Regions from separate parts of the Sus scrofa genome. Here region 1 is linked to region 2. Evidence: chromatin contacts called from public Hi-C data. All regions are on one chromosome and are shown on one strand. The core of a region is the stretch at or near the end of the contact, and the rest is flanking DNA. Distances in the headings are between cores, read along the strand shown. Region 1 holds the start of ANKRD54 (ankyrin repeat domain-containing protein 54). Region 2 holds the start of TMEM184B (transmembrane protein 184B).

The links. Hi-C and Micro-C count contacts between places; a contact is called where the count stands out from the background.
Region 1: a contact with region 2 is called in a Hi-C map of liver, with 5 times the contacts expected there. A contact is called at or near these places in 1 of 47 Hi-C or Micro-C datasets (liver) and 1 of 2 datasets of targeted methods (alveolar macrophages).

Annotation. Positions count from the first base shown.
Region 1 is chr5:10,001,577-10,007,696 of Sscrofa11.1, forward strand. It overlaps ANKRD54 (ankyrin repeat domain-containing protein 54), which reads left to right and starts at 2,282. Exons shown (of 8, transcript XM_003126032.5): 1 at 2,282-2,767; 2 at 5,157-5,204. The coding sequence starts at 2,443.
Region 2 is chr5:9,630,983-9,637,205 of Sscrofa11.1, forward strand. It overlaps TMEM184B (transmembrane protein 184B), which reads left to right and starts at 2,572. Exons shown (of 10, transcript XM_005655511.3): 1 at 2,572-2,722.

The DNA of each region.
Region 1 (6,120 bases), core at 1,032-3,531, 370 kb after region 2:
CCCTAAAAAGTAAAGCAAAAAGCAAAAACACACTGAGTCCTAGTTAATTGTCAGTCCAAGTTAAATTTCCCCAGGAAGTCGGATGTCCCTTATGTGGGTTTATGAGAAATCCTATATAGCATGAAATTAAAAAGTTGCATAATCACACTATGTCACATTTTTAGATACTAAATAATTTTCCTCCACACTAGTTTTCATTATTCCACTTTGATAAAGACAAGAAATACTTATATTTACATCTCCTGTTAACTCCATTTTAGAGAAGCAACACCATGAGTATGAGGATTGATGGCAATGGCCCTTAGGAGTTCCCGTCGTGGCTCAGTGGTTAACGAATCCGACTAGGAACCATGAGGTTGCAGGTTCGATCCCTGGCCTCACTCAGTGAGTTAAGGATCCGGTGTTGTCGTGAGCTGTGGTGTAGGTCACAGACTTGGCTCAGATCCCGCGTTGCTGTGGCTCTGGCTTAGGCCGGGGGCTACAGCTCCGATTAGACCCCTAGCCTGGGAATCTCCATATGCTGCGGGAACGGCCCTAGAAAAGGCAAAAAGACAAAAAAAAAAAAAAAAGGGCAACAGCCCTTAGACCTCAACACGGAGGGAGCAGAGAGTGATGGGGATGGTGACAAATGAGGACACCACGCCCCATCTGAAGGGGAAAGTTACTATGCAGCCCCAGCCAAACACCATGTGGGAGATCTGGTCCTATATCACCATATCTTCTCTCTCTCTGTTTTTTTGTTTTTTTGTTTTTCTTTTTAGGGTCACACCTGTAGCATAAGGCAGTTCCCAGGTTAGGGGTCAAATCAGAGCTGTAGCTCCTGGCCTACGTCACAGCCACAGCAATGCGGGATCCGAGCCGAGTCTGTGACCTACACCACAGCTCACGGTAACACCGGATTTTTAACCCACTGAGAAAGGTCAGGCATCGAACCTGCAACCTCATGGTTCCTAGTCGGATTTGTTAACCACTAAGCCACGACGGGAACTCCTCTTTCTTTTTTTCTTTTTTTTAGGGGCATACACATGGCAGGTATAGGTTCCCAGACTAGGGGTGGAATCAGACCTGAAGCTGCCAGCCTATGCCACAGCCACAGCAATGCCACATCCTTAACCCACTGAGCGAGGCCAGGGATCGAACCCACATCCTCACGGACACTAGTTTGGTTCATTACTGCTGAGCCATGACAGGAACTCCCTCAATGTTTCTTTATGCTATTTCCTTCTAGCTACAAGTGGAATTAGCATATATCCTTCTCCCGTATAGGGCAGAGGAGGATAGTTCAAATAAATATTTTCCTTCATGTGTTACAATGATAAACCTCATAGTGGTGTTCAGAGAGCACTGCAAACTCTGAGAGCTTTTCAGTTGTCAGAGAAAGATTACATTTTAAGTGGGTTAAGTAACAGGGAACAACTTTTGCCTGGACATTCATTCTCTCAAGAGAGGCAGGCATCCATGAACAAGTCCCTTTCTGTCTGATTTCAGCTCCTCGTCAAATAAAATAGAGATGATCTTCCTTGTCCACTTTATAGAAGTGTTTGTAAGATGCAGGGAAAGTGCACCCGTGAGTGGTTGCTAAGCTTATCAATAGCTGTTGTGGAATACTTCCCTGTTTCCGGCTCTGACTTCTGCCATCCCGTGAGCCTCGGAGAGGGCACTAAGTCTTGATCCTGTGTCCAGGACCTCGCACAGAGACCTGGCTCAGCGACTGGGTCTCGGACTCAAGCGTCGCTCTGGTGTAATTACAATGACTTACAGAATTATTTGTAAATCAGGGATCAACGCCAAGGTTGTTACCCAGAGAACGAAAGGGATCTATCGCATTTGGAAGTTATTACTCCACAGTTCGTGCTGCTAGCTCTACATTTGGGCATATCCTCATTTTTCTACTTACACTATGCATTTATAGGACTTTTTTTTTTTTTTTACGTTCATTGACTTAAAATTTTCCTTACGTCTCACCTTTTCTTTGGCCTCTTCACTTTCCTTTGTGATTGGCTGCAACTCATCTTAAAATGATTGGCTAGGGAAACTGCCCGTTATTTTACCCACGATCCGACGGTAGAAACGTTGGGGGGGAGTGTCTTAAACGTAGCTGTTTTATTGGCTCCAGTAGGGACGTACAGCGAGGGTATACGTCCTCAAATGTGTGATTGGTTCTTATGTCCGTCGGTCATGCTACCGGAAACCAGTTCTATGGCAGTCTTACTCACGATTGGTTGTGCATGTGTGTGGGTGGGGTGGGTTAGGCTGGAAGGGTTTTCATTGATCCAGAACAGTTCAGCTCGCGGCCGAGCCCGCCCCCCGCTCGGTTGCCGTGGTTGCAGACCGGGCCCGCCTGCTAGCCCGCTGACAGCGAGGCTTAGGGCCGAGGGAAGCGGGTCGGTGGGTCCGTCGGGAACTAGGCTCCCGCGGCGGGGCCAGCGCGGAGCCGTTGCTATGGCAGCTGCTGCCGGAGGCGCGGACGACGAACCTCGCTCCGGCCGTTCGAGCTCGGATGGCGAGTGCGCGGTGGCGCCGGAGCCGTTGACCGGCCCCGAGGGCCTCTTCTCCTTCGCAGACTTCGGGTCTGCGCTGGGCAGCGGCGCAGGCCTCTCGGGCCGGGCGTCCGGCGGGGCCCAGTCCCCGCTGAGATACCTCCACGTCCTGTGGCAGCAGGACGCGGAGCCTCGCGATGAGCTGCGGTGTAAGATCCCCGCCGGCCGGCTGAGGCGCGCCGCCAGGCCCCATCGCCGGCTTGGGCCCACGGGCAAAGAGGTGCACGGTGAGGAGAGCGGCAGGAGGCTGGCCCTGGGCTGAGAACCGGGCCCTGACCTCCCCAGCCCACCCAGGATGGAGTCTTCCGACGTCCGAGCTATGGACCCGGAGTGACCCCTGAGTCTCCTTTTAGTACTAATAGTGGTATTACAGGGGTTAAGGACCATGAGTGTGAATAAAAGTAGTCTTCCTGCTCAGAACCAGTCCTGGAGAGGCTTTTCACATTTGATGATTCCTGAATCGAAACTTTTCCTGATTCTAGGTGTTTATATGTAGACAATAAATGGGATACTGGAGAATACGTTCAAATCGGAACGGGGAGACCAGAGCCTATAGCCAAGTTCTATCATTCTCTTAAAATGCATAGATTCGAATTTTTCTATCTCATTTATGTCTTAGGGAAACTATAGAACCTTTCAGCCTCAGTTTTCTCATCTGTTTAATGGGTATGATATGCTTAACAGGGATGTTACCAGAGTTAACTAAGGTCAAGAATGTATAGCTGGAGTTCCGGTCGTGGCGCAGTGGTTAACGAATCCGACTAGGAACCATGAGCTTGCGGGTTCGGTCCCTGCCCTTGCTCAGTGCGTTAACGATCCGGCGTTGCTGTGAGCTGTGGTGTAGGTTGCAGATGTGGCTCGGATCCCGAGTTGCTGTGACTCTGGCGTAGGCCGGGGGCTACAGCTCCAATTTGACCCCTAGCCTGGGAACCTCCATATGCCGTGGGAGTGGCCCAAAGAAATAGCAAAAAGACAAAAAAAAAAAAAAAAAGAGTGTATAGCTGTTACTCTGCCTTTGTTGTGTGTCTAGTCCCTCTAGAATCTACTCACCTCTTAGTGGTGTTATGAAGATTAAATGCGAATTTGAAAAGTGCTGGATAAGTCATTAAGTGCTATATGAAATGTAAGGAATTGTTATATATATGAATTGCAATTTTTGACCAAGGGATTGTATTGGAACTGCAGGCACCGGCCTACACCACAGCCACAGCAACACCAGATCCAGGCCTTGTCTATGAACTATACCACAGCTCGAGGCAACACGCCCGGATCCTTAACTTGCTAAGTGAGGCCACCAGGATCGAACCTGCATCCTCATGGATACTAGTTGGATTCATTTCCACTGAGCCACAACGGGATCTCCCAAGGCATTGCTTTCTATTAGCCTCTAATGTAGAGATAGTATCATTGTGGAGAAAAAAGTTTCTGGGTAGGAATTCCCAAATAAAAGTTAGTCCTTTGGGAGTGGCCCGTTTCGAAGGAAGATTATAAGATTATCTGTGTAACCAGCTCATAAAGGCTTCCATGTAAATCATCTCTCTCTCTCTTTTTTTTAAACGGCTTTTTATTTTTATTTTTATTTTTTTTGTCTTTTCTGTCTTTTTAGGGCTGTACTCATGGCATATGGAGGTTCCCAGGCTCTAGGGGTCTAATCGGAGCTGTTGCTACCGGCCTATGCCAGAGCCACAGCAACGCCAGATCCGTGCTGCATCTGCGACCTACACCACAGCTCACGGCAATGCCGGATCCTTAACCCACTGAGTGAGGCCAGAGATCGAACCTGCAACTTCATGGTTCCTAGTTAGATTTGTTTCCCCTGCACCACGACGGGAACTCCTCTCATTTGGTTTTTGCAACAACTCAGGGCTTCAGGACAGAGCTCAACCTTGTCTTGCAGAGGATAGACCTAAGTCCCAAGGGTCTTAACTAACTTTTTCAAGGTCGCCCAGGTATGCCAAGCTAGATCTGGCTCCAGGGAGTTCCCTTGTGGTTAAGGATCTGGCATGGTCACTGCTGATCTGGTGGGGGTCACTGCTGTGTTTCAGTCCCTAGCTTGGAACGTCCACATGCCACAGGTGCAGCTAGAAGAAAAAAGATCTGGCTCCAAAGGCCTGGGAGGATTTGCTACAAAATGTGGCTTTTGCACTCACTAGCTGTGTCACATTGCAAGTTTCTCCTTGTTCCGGGGTAGTGTCTCTTGTATCCTGGCACCATTCTTTCTCTCTCGATGCTTTGGTGGCTGAATGGTGCATAACTACGAAGCCATCACTTTCGGCTTCATCGTGGCCAGTGCTGATTTTTGAGTGAGTTTTGTTTTGTTTTGTTTTGGGTTTTTTTTAGCTTTTTAGGGCTGTACCTGGGGCATATGGAGGTTCCCAGGCTAGGAGTTGAATTGGAGCTACAGCTGCCAGCCTATACCACAGCCACAGCAACGCAGGATCCAAGCCACATTTGCAACCTACACCACAGCTCACGGCAACGCCGGATCCTTAACCCACGGAGCGAGGCCAGGGTTTGAACCCTCAATCTCATCGTTCCTAGTCAGATTCATTTCCGCTGTGCCACGACGGGAACTCTGAGTTTTGTTTTTAACTGGCGCTCTTATTCTCTCCACAGCTCTGAAGAGGCTGAGGGACTCTGCCAATGCCAATGACGTGGAAACAGGTGAGTGTGCAGAGTGAGTCCAGCTCCAGGGTCTGGTCGGGGGAGGAAAACTCCTGGTAACCAATACCTGAGAAGACAGTGCTTGAATTCTGCCGGCTCACCCCTTGGACCAGGCTCATTGTATTCACCATATAACCGCAAACATTTTTTTTTTTTGGCTGCACCTGCAGCATGCCAAAGTTCCCAGGCCAGGGATTGAACCAGCACTGCACAGCTCTAGCCAGAGCCAGTGACAATTCCAGATCCTTAATGCACTGAGCTACCAGGAAACTCCTGACTGCAGTCATCTTGCAGATGACAAGTCTGGCTTAGAGACACTCTCCCCATGTTTTCTTGTCCTCCTGTACTTCCTAGATTTCATTACCTCGGGGCTCCCTGGTGGTGGAGACCACGGCTGCTTTTACATTCTGGGGCCCCCAGCAGCAGAGTAGGAGCGTTGCCGAACTTCTAGTTACTGCGAATGAGAAGTCAACTGGCAGTCCTGTGAGAGGCACGGTCTGTACAAACCACCACCTTCGACGGCTCACGGAGGCTTTGTGATAGTTGGGTCAGTGGTTCTCCAAGTTAAGTTGACAGAACAAGTCAAAGGCATAGAGGGGCTCCTAACAGGACACCACTGTTTTTTTATGTCACCGTTGCTCGTCGTGGTCCATCCACTAGCAGACAGGGCGGTAGCAGCCCCTAAAGGTACAGGACAAGTCATGGGAAAATTTTTTTTTAATTTTACCCACTGATTTAATTCTTTCTGTGAATCAGGGGAACGCGTTATATTGGTTTTCTATGGCCTCTGTAAAATATGACCACAAACTTGGAGTTCCCGCTGTGGCTCAGTGGTAACGAAACTGACTAGTATCCATGAGAACAAGGGTTTGATCCCTGGCCTCACTCAGTGGGTTAAGGATCCAGCCTTGCCATG
Region 2 (6,223 bases), core at 1,322-3,821:
ATAGTAAATCAGGCAAACTCTGTTATGACAGCAATTAAATGACGTGGGGGACAGCTAGAGCTTGGAGAGGGGGCATCAGGACCGCATGTAGTGGCTTTGGCGATGTTACTCAGGTGATCAGGGCAAGCCTTGCTGAGTGGGGAATATGCGAGCAAACCGTTGCAGAAAGTGAGGGAGGGAGCATTCAGATACCTGAGGGAACAGCAATCCCAGCAGAGGGAACAGCCAATGCAAAGGACTTGAGGCCAACAGTGCTTCATTTGTTCTAGGAACAGCAAAGGGTCAGTGCAGGGGGGAAGAAGGGAAGAGATCAGACAAGGCTGGTTGGGTGGGTGGAATATTAGATGAAGCAAGTTTCTGCTGGGATTTTTAAGGACCTTGGCTCTTACTTTTGTGAAATGGGCAGCTAGTGGAGGGTTTTGAGCAAAGCAGTGCCATGTTCTGATTTAGGTTTTAAAATAATCCCTCTGGTTCCTGCATTAAAGTAGACTGGAACAGGGGGCAAGTTTGGAAAAAGGGAAAAAGGTTAGAACATTGCAATAATCCTGGGCCACTTGGGCTGCTAGAACAAATTACCATAGACTGGGTGGCTTATCAACAACAGCCTTTTTTTTTTTTTTTTAAAGAGCTGTACCTGCGGCATATGGAGGTTCCCAGGCTAGGGGTTGAATTGGAACTGTCGCTGCCAGCCTACACCACAGCCACAGCAATGCCAGATCCGAGCCGCATCTGCAACCTACAGTGAAGCTCAAGACAACATCAGATCCTTAACCCACTGAACGAGGCCAGGGATCGAACCCGCATCCTCATGGATATCAGTCAGGTTTCTTAACCTGCTGAGCCGCAACAGGAACTCCAACAATAGACGTTTATTTCCTGTTGTTCAGGAGGCTGAAAGTCCAAGATCAGGGTGGCTGTCAGCACGATCAGGTTCTGGTGAGGGCCCTTTTCTAGGTTACAGACTGCGATTCTTATTATATTCTCATGTGGCAGAAAGGCTAGAGTTCCCTGGTGTCTCTCTTTTAAAGACACCAGTCTCATCCATGAAGACGCCACCCATACGACCTAACCACCTCCTAAGGCCCTGACATTGGGGGTTAGGATTTCAACATATGAATGGGGGAAGGGGACACAAACATTCAGTCCCTAACAAGAATATTGCAATAATCATGGATGCGGGGTGATAGCAATGGAGATGAAGTGGAAGTGGTCAGAGGCTAGATCAATTTTGCTGGTAGAGCCAATATAATTTCCTGCTCCAGTGGGTAAGGGGGTGGGAGGAGAGATTCAAGGATGACTTGGAGTTTCCTGGTGGCAGAGCTGGTTAAAAATCCAGTGTTGTCATTGCAACAGGTGGGTTCCATCCCTGGCTCAGGGAACTTTCACATGCCGCGGGCGCAGCCAAAAGAAAAGAAAAAACAAAAAACAATCAAAGAAGGAGTTCCCGTCGTGGCTCAGTGGTTAACGAATCCGACTAGGAACCATGAGGTTGCGGGTTCGATCCCTGGCCTTGCTCAGTGGGTTGAGGATCCGGCATTGCCGTGAGCTGGGGTGTAGGTGGCAGAGGTGGCTCGGATCCCAAGGCTCTGTGGCTCTGGCGTAGGCTGGCTAGAGCTCCGATTAGACCCCTAGCCTGGGAATCTCCACATGCCACTTGGGAATCTCCACATGCCTAGGGTGCGGCCCTAGAAAAGACAAAAACAAACAAACAAACAAACAAACCAACAAAAAACAATCAAAGAAGACTGCAGGAGTTCTGGGCTGGGGCTGAAAGGATGGAATTGCTAACTGCTGTTGTGAGGCTAAGCAGGTGCAGGTCTCTTCTGCCTTTGAAAGATGGTTCTACTGTGGGCATGTTGAGTAGGGCTTCAGTGGGCCTGTTGAGATCCTCTTGGACCTCAAGTATGAAGTGTTGAGTACACAGTTCGGGGGAGGAGTCTGGGCTAGGGGTAGAAATAAATTTGGGGATCTTGAACACATTAAAGCCAGAACTTGCTTGGATTTTGTTTTTCAGTTAAACCGAGTTGGGTGTGGACCTGGCAAACAGAAATGGGCTAGGTGACTAGAATGCTATCTGAAGAATTTTGCTAGTTAGGCCACCTAGAGCGAGATGGGGCAAGAAAAAGCGCTGCTAAGTGAAGGAGGAAGAAAAACCGCATCCTCAACTTTGCAATTTCATCTCGCTTTACTGCCCACAGCACCTCTCTATACATTCATTCCACAGTTCCACATGCATCCTTCAGCCGACAACTTGCCGTTCGATCTTGCTTCATCTTCAAACGGGCCCAAATGGAGGCAACTAGCGTTAAAAGAAGTGTAGCGCCATACTGCCAGCGAGTGCCAGGGACAGAGATTGGAGCCTGTGACTCTGTCCCTGCACTCCAAGAAGCTCAGCGGCGGGTAGGGTTGGAGGTCGGATGGAGGTGGGGAGGCGACTCTTGGCAGGTCTGTGAGCGGCGGGAGAACCGGGAACCATCCCAGCGGCGAGGGTAGGGGACAGCGGCTCCTTTAAGGCCGGGCGGGTGATCTCAGCCTCGGGTTTGCCGCCCCGCCCTCCCCGGCGGCGCGCTCAGTGCGCAGGCGCGCCGCGGCGGCACTCCGCTGGGCCCCGGACGCGCCGGCGGCGGCGAGACGCCGGGGCTGCGGTGCTGTCCGCTTGCCTCTCCCGCAGAGTCCAGCTGCCGAGCATCGCCCGCCCGCGCCGCCGCCATGGGCTCCTGAGGTACCCCTCCCGCTCGCCCTGCGCTGGAGGCCCTGAGGGGGGCGGCCGAGGGCTCCCGGGGCTGGGGGTGCTGCTCCGTTCTGGAGAGGCCCGTTCTGGGGGCGCCCGATGGGTCGCCTTGGCCGCGGGTCCCCGGTTGGGGAGGGGACTAAGGTGGCCGGCCTAGCCCCGGAGGGAAGGGGCGTCGGGCGGCCCCGCCAGGGCCGCCCTGCGCCCCCTGCTCGCCCTGCGAGGTCGCGGGGCCGCCCGTGGGTGTGCCCTGGCCCCCTCCTCGCCAACGTGGCGGGGCCCGCGCCTGGAGTGTAATCGGACCTGCCCGTGGGGGTGGCTGAGGGAGAGGGGAGGCGGATGGACAGGCCGTTTGCAAGTGGGATTGTGTGCGCCCGGTGGGTGTGCTGGCGCCTGGCACTGCCGAGCGAGCGGGGGAGTCAGCCTTGCCCTGTGCCGGTAGCTGTGATCTGGGATGGTGGCTGGCCTGGCCAGGCCTTTGGGGATGCATGCTTGAAGGTGTACACACGCCTTGTGTACAGGTGGGCAATCCGGAGGGTCCCCCACGGGAACCTGGGGCTCTAAAGATATTTGCTTGGAGAGGGACCACAGAGATGGTTCAGAGTGTGTGCCTCCACCTTGTACCTTTCCTTCCTGAGCACACTGCTGGGGGCTAGTGCTGGTCGACTCCAGGCCAAAGGCAAGGTGATGGGGTTGAGAGGTGGGCATGGCTATCTGTTCCCATCCCTTACCCCTCTGGGGTTGTGCAAGGCCAGACATTACACATGCACACACACCCAGGGAGCTGTGGGGCAAAGCAGGTGTTTGCATGTCTGATACCTGTGTGTGAGGTGAAGGCCATGTATTATTTATCTGACTGCCTGGTACCTTATGTAAGGAAAGAAGCAGCAATCTGTGCCCTGGAGGCCATTGTGCCGCCGAGGCCGCCAGGCAAACAAGCTCACGCACCTGCAGCCGAGGCGCAGGTCTCAGAGGTGTGACTCCTTCACAGGCTATGTATGTGTGCAGCATCCCTGCCTGTCGCCCTTCCTTTTCAGCGTGCTTGGTGGACCCTCTGGATTCTGCACATCAGGACATCTTGCCAGCGGGGGCTGTGTCCATCAGGATGGGGACGGTGGAGCGGGAAGGCCCCAGCAGTCAGACCTATGTGTCCATTTTATCAGGCTTTGGACACAAACCTCTCAGGTTGATGGGGGAATCAAACCTAGAAACAAGTAGTTACAGTGATGTGAAAACCTATAAAATAGAGGGAATGCAGAGTGGGTTTGGCACTGGGGGAGAGGGAACAGGGCCAGCAGAGAAGGCTCCAACAGGAGGGGAGAGCCGAGCTGGAGCTGGAAGGGTGACTAGCATTCCACCCAGGGGGAGCCCATGTCTCCTTGTCTGTGTACGTGGCAGGCCCGGATGGAGCTGTCGGTGAACCAGGACCTCTCTCTTGCTGCCCGATCTTGCCACCTTGTAACTTACTGAGCATCTACTCCGTGCCAGATGCTCTAAAGATGAATGAGACCTTGTGCCCCGCCTCTGAGGGCTTCCAGTTTGCTGGGGAGATGGAAATAGACAGTGACCCCAATCCAAAGATGAGGCCCCGGTAGCCAGTATGATAGCCACTGTGCAGGAAAAGGCACTGTCCATCCCTCACCACTCCCCCCACCCCAGACTACAGGCATCCTGGTTCCTTTGTGCAGCCTTTGGGATCCTGGGTGTGTTGTAAGTTGCTTAAGGATTCTGGATGTGTTGGAAGTTGCTTGGGGATTCTGGATGTGTTGGAAGTTGCCCTCCCGTGGTAGTGGGTTATACCAGGAAGTCCTTCTAAAGGTCTCCGGGTGGTGGGAAGGAGAGCTTCAAGGCACAGTGGGCGCAAGTGATCTTGCCCTAGTTCAGCGGTGTTGGCCGAGTTCTGTGTCTGGAGGCTGTTTTCTCCTCCTCTGCCTTTGAGGTTTCGCTCCTGGTTTCTGGCGGGGCCAGCCCAGCTCTCTCCTTGAGAGGAGCTCCGTGCTATTTCCAGTCCCTGCTGTGCTCATTTCTCCCGTAAATTCCCTCGAGTGGATGCAGCCTGGGAAGGCAGAGTACGGCTCTTTATTGTTTTGAAACCAAGTAACTGAAAGCCCTTCTCACTGCAGGGCCTCGAGACTGGGGATTGGGTGTGTGAGCAGCTGGGAAAGTCAGCAGCTGGGAGAGCTCTGGGGGCCTGCCTCTGGACCTTCATGGGCAGTGAGCATTGGCTGAAGACCTACTGTGTGCCCAGCGCGGTGCTGTGTGGTGGGTGGTGTCTTCTCAGAGGCTGTGGTTGCCTGAGGCCGTTCACCGTGTAACAGATAGGCCACAGACAGTGCTCTGCTTGTGGTGGAAACAGGGCCAGAAGACAATGGGAACAACAGCTCGTTTATTAAGCACTTACTGTGTGCCAGGCACAGTTCAAAGCACTTGCATGAATTACTGCGTTTCATCCTCCCACCACCCAGGGAGGTGGGGCGGTTACCTTCACCCTTTGCAGAGGCGGCAGCCTAGGAGGGTAAAGCCGCGCTGGTCCGTGGAGCTGACCTCGGAGCCCATGCTCTTCCCCGCTAACCCTGGAGTGTGCCAGGCGTCATCCTAAAAGTGACACATCCTGCGCCGTGAAGGACAGGTCTGCTCTGCCCTGGAGGGAGAGGGCCTTCTGGGCAGAGGTGTGGGGGCCTGAAATACCTCCCAGATGTGGCCGAGGTGGGCCCGGGGCATGAAGACCTTTGAAGGTCCTGCTGAGGAATTTGAACTTGACTCTGCTGCAGTCAACAGGGAGCACTGCAAGTTTCCCAAAGGAAGAGGCTCCCTGAGCCGGATGTTACAGGACAGCATGGCCGCGTCGTCTTCCTTTCTTCCCGCAAGTAGCTCCAGGAAGGCTGGGCCTCTCTCCCCTTTGCTTTCCCTCAGGTCACTGGCATCTTTGTTAGTCCCTGCTGCCTTTCCCTTTTATTCTTCCAGCAGCTTCTGGTCTTGACAGCCCTGCGTGACTCAGGGCAGGCCTCCGGAGCCCACTGCTGCAATGGTGTCTGCTCTACCCCAGCCGGGCTGGCTGTGGGGTGGCTCCCTGAGCTGGAACCGAGGTTCTTCCTGGCTGTCCTGGGTCTCGCAGGTCCTTGCCGCCTCCTCACACTGTGGATCTGGGTGGGCAGCTGCCTTGCCCAGGTGAGCACTGTTGAGCTTGTCCATCTCCCAGGCCCCTGTGCTCGTCAGTGCTGTAAACACAGGCAGAGGAGACTGGGGACATCGTGGGAACTGGGGCTCAGGGAGCCGGCTCTCACTGCCAGATCCCACGTGCGGGGTCATGAAGGGGATGCCCGCCCCACCCACCTGCTTTGCTGGGTGTTGAGCGGCCAGCTGAGCACCCCGGTTCCTCCTTCCCTGCAGGGCTGGAAGACTAGGGGTCTTCGCACAAGACATCTGTTGAGGCACAGCTGAGGGGGTCCATGTCAGCTGTGGGAGCCCATGGGTGTAGCACATGCGGGGAGG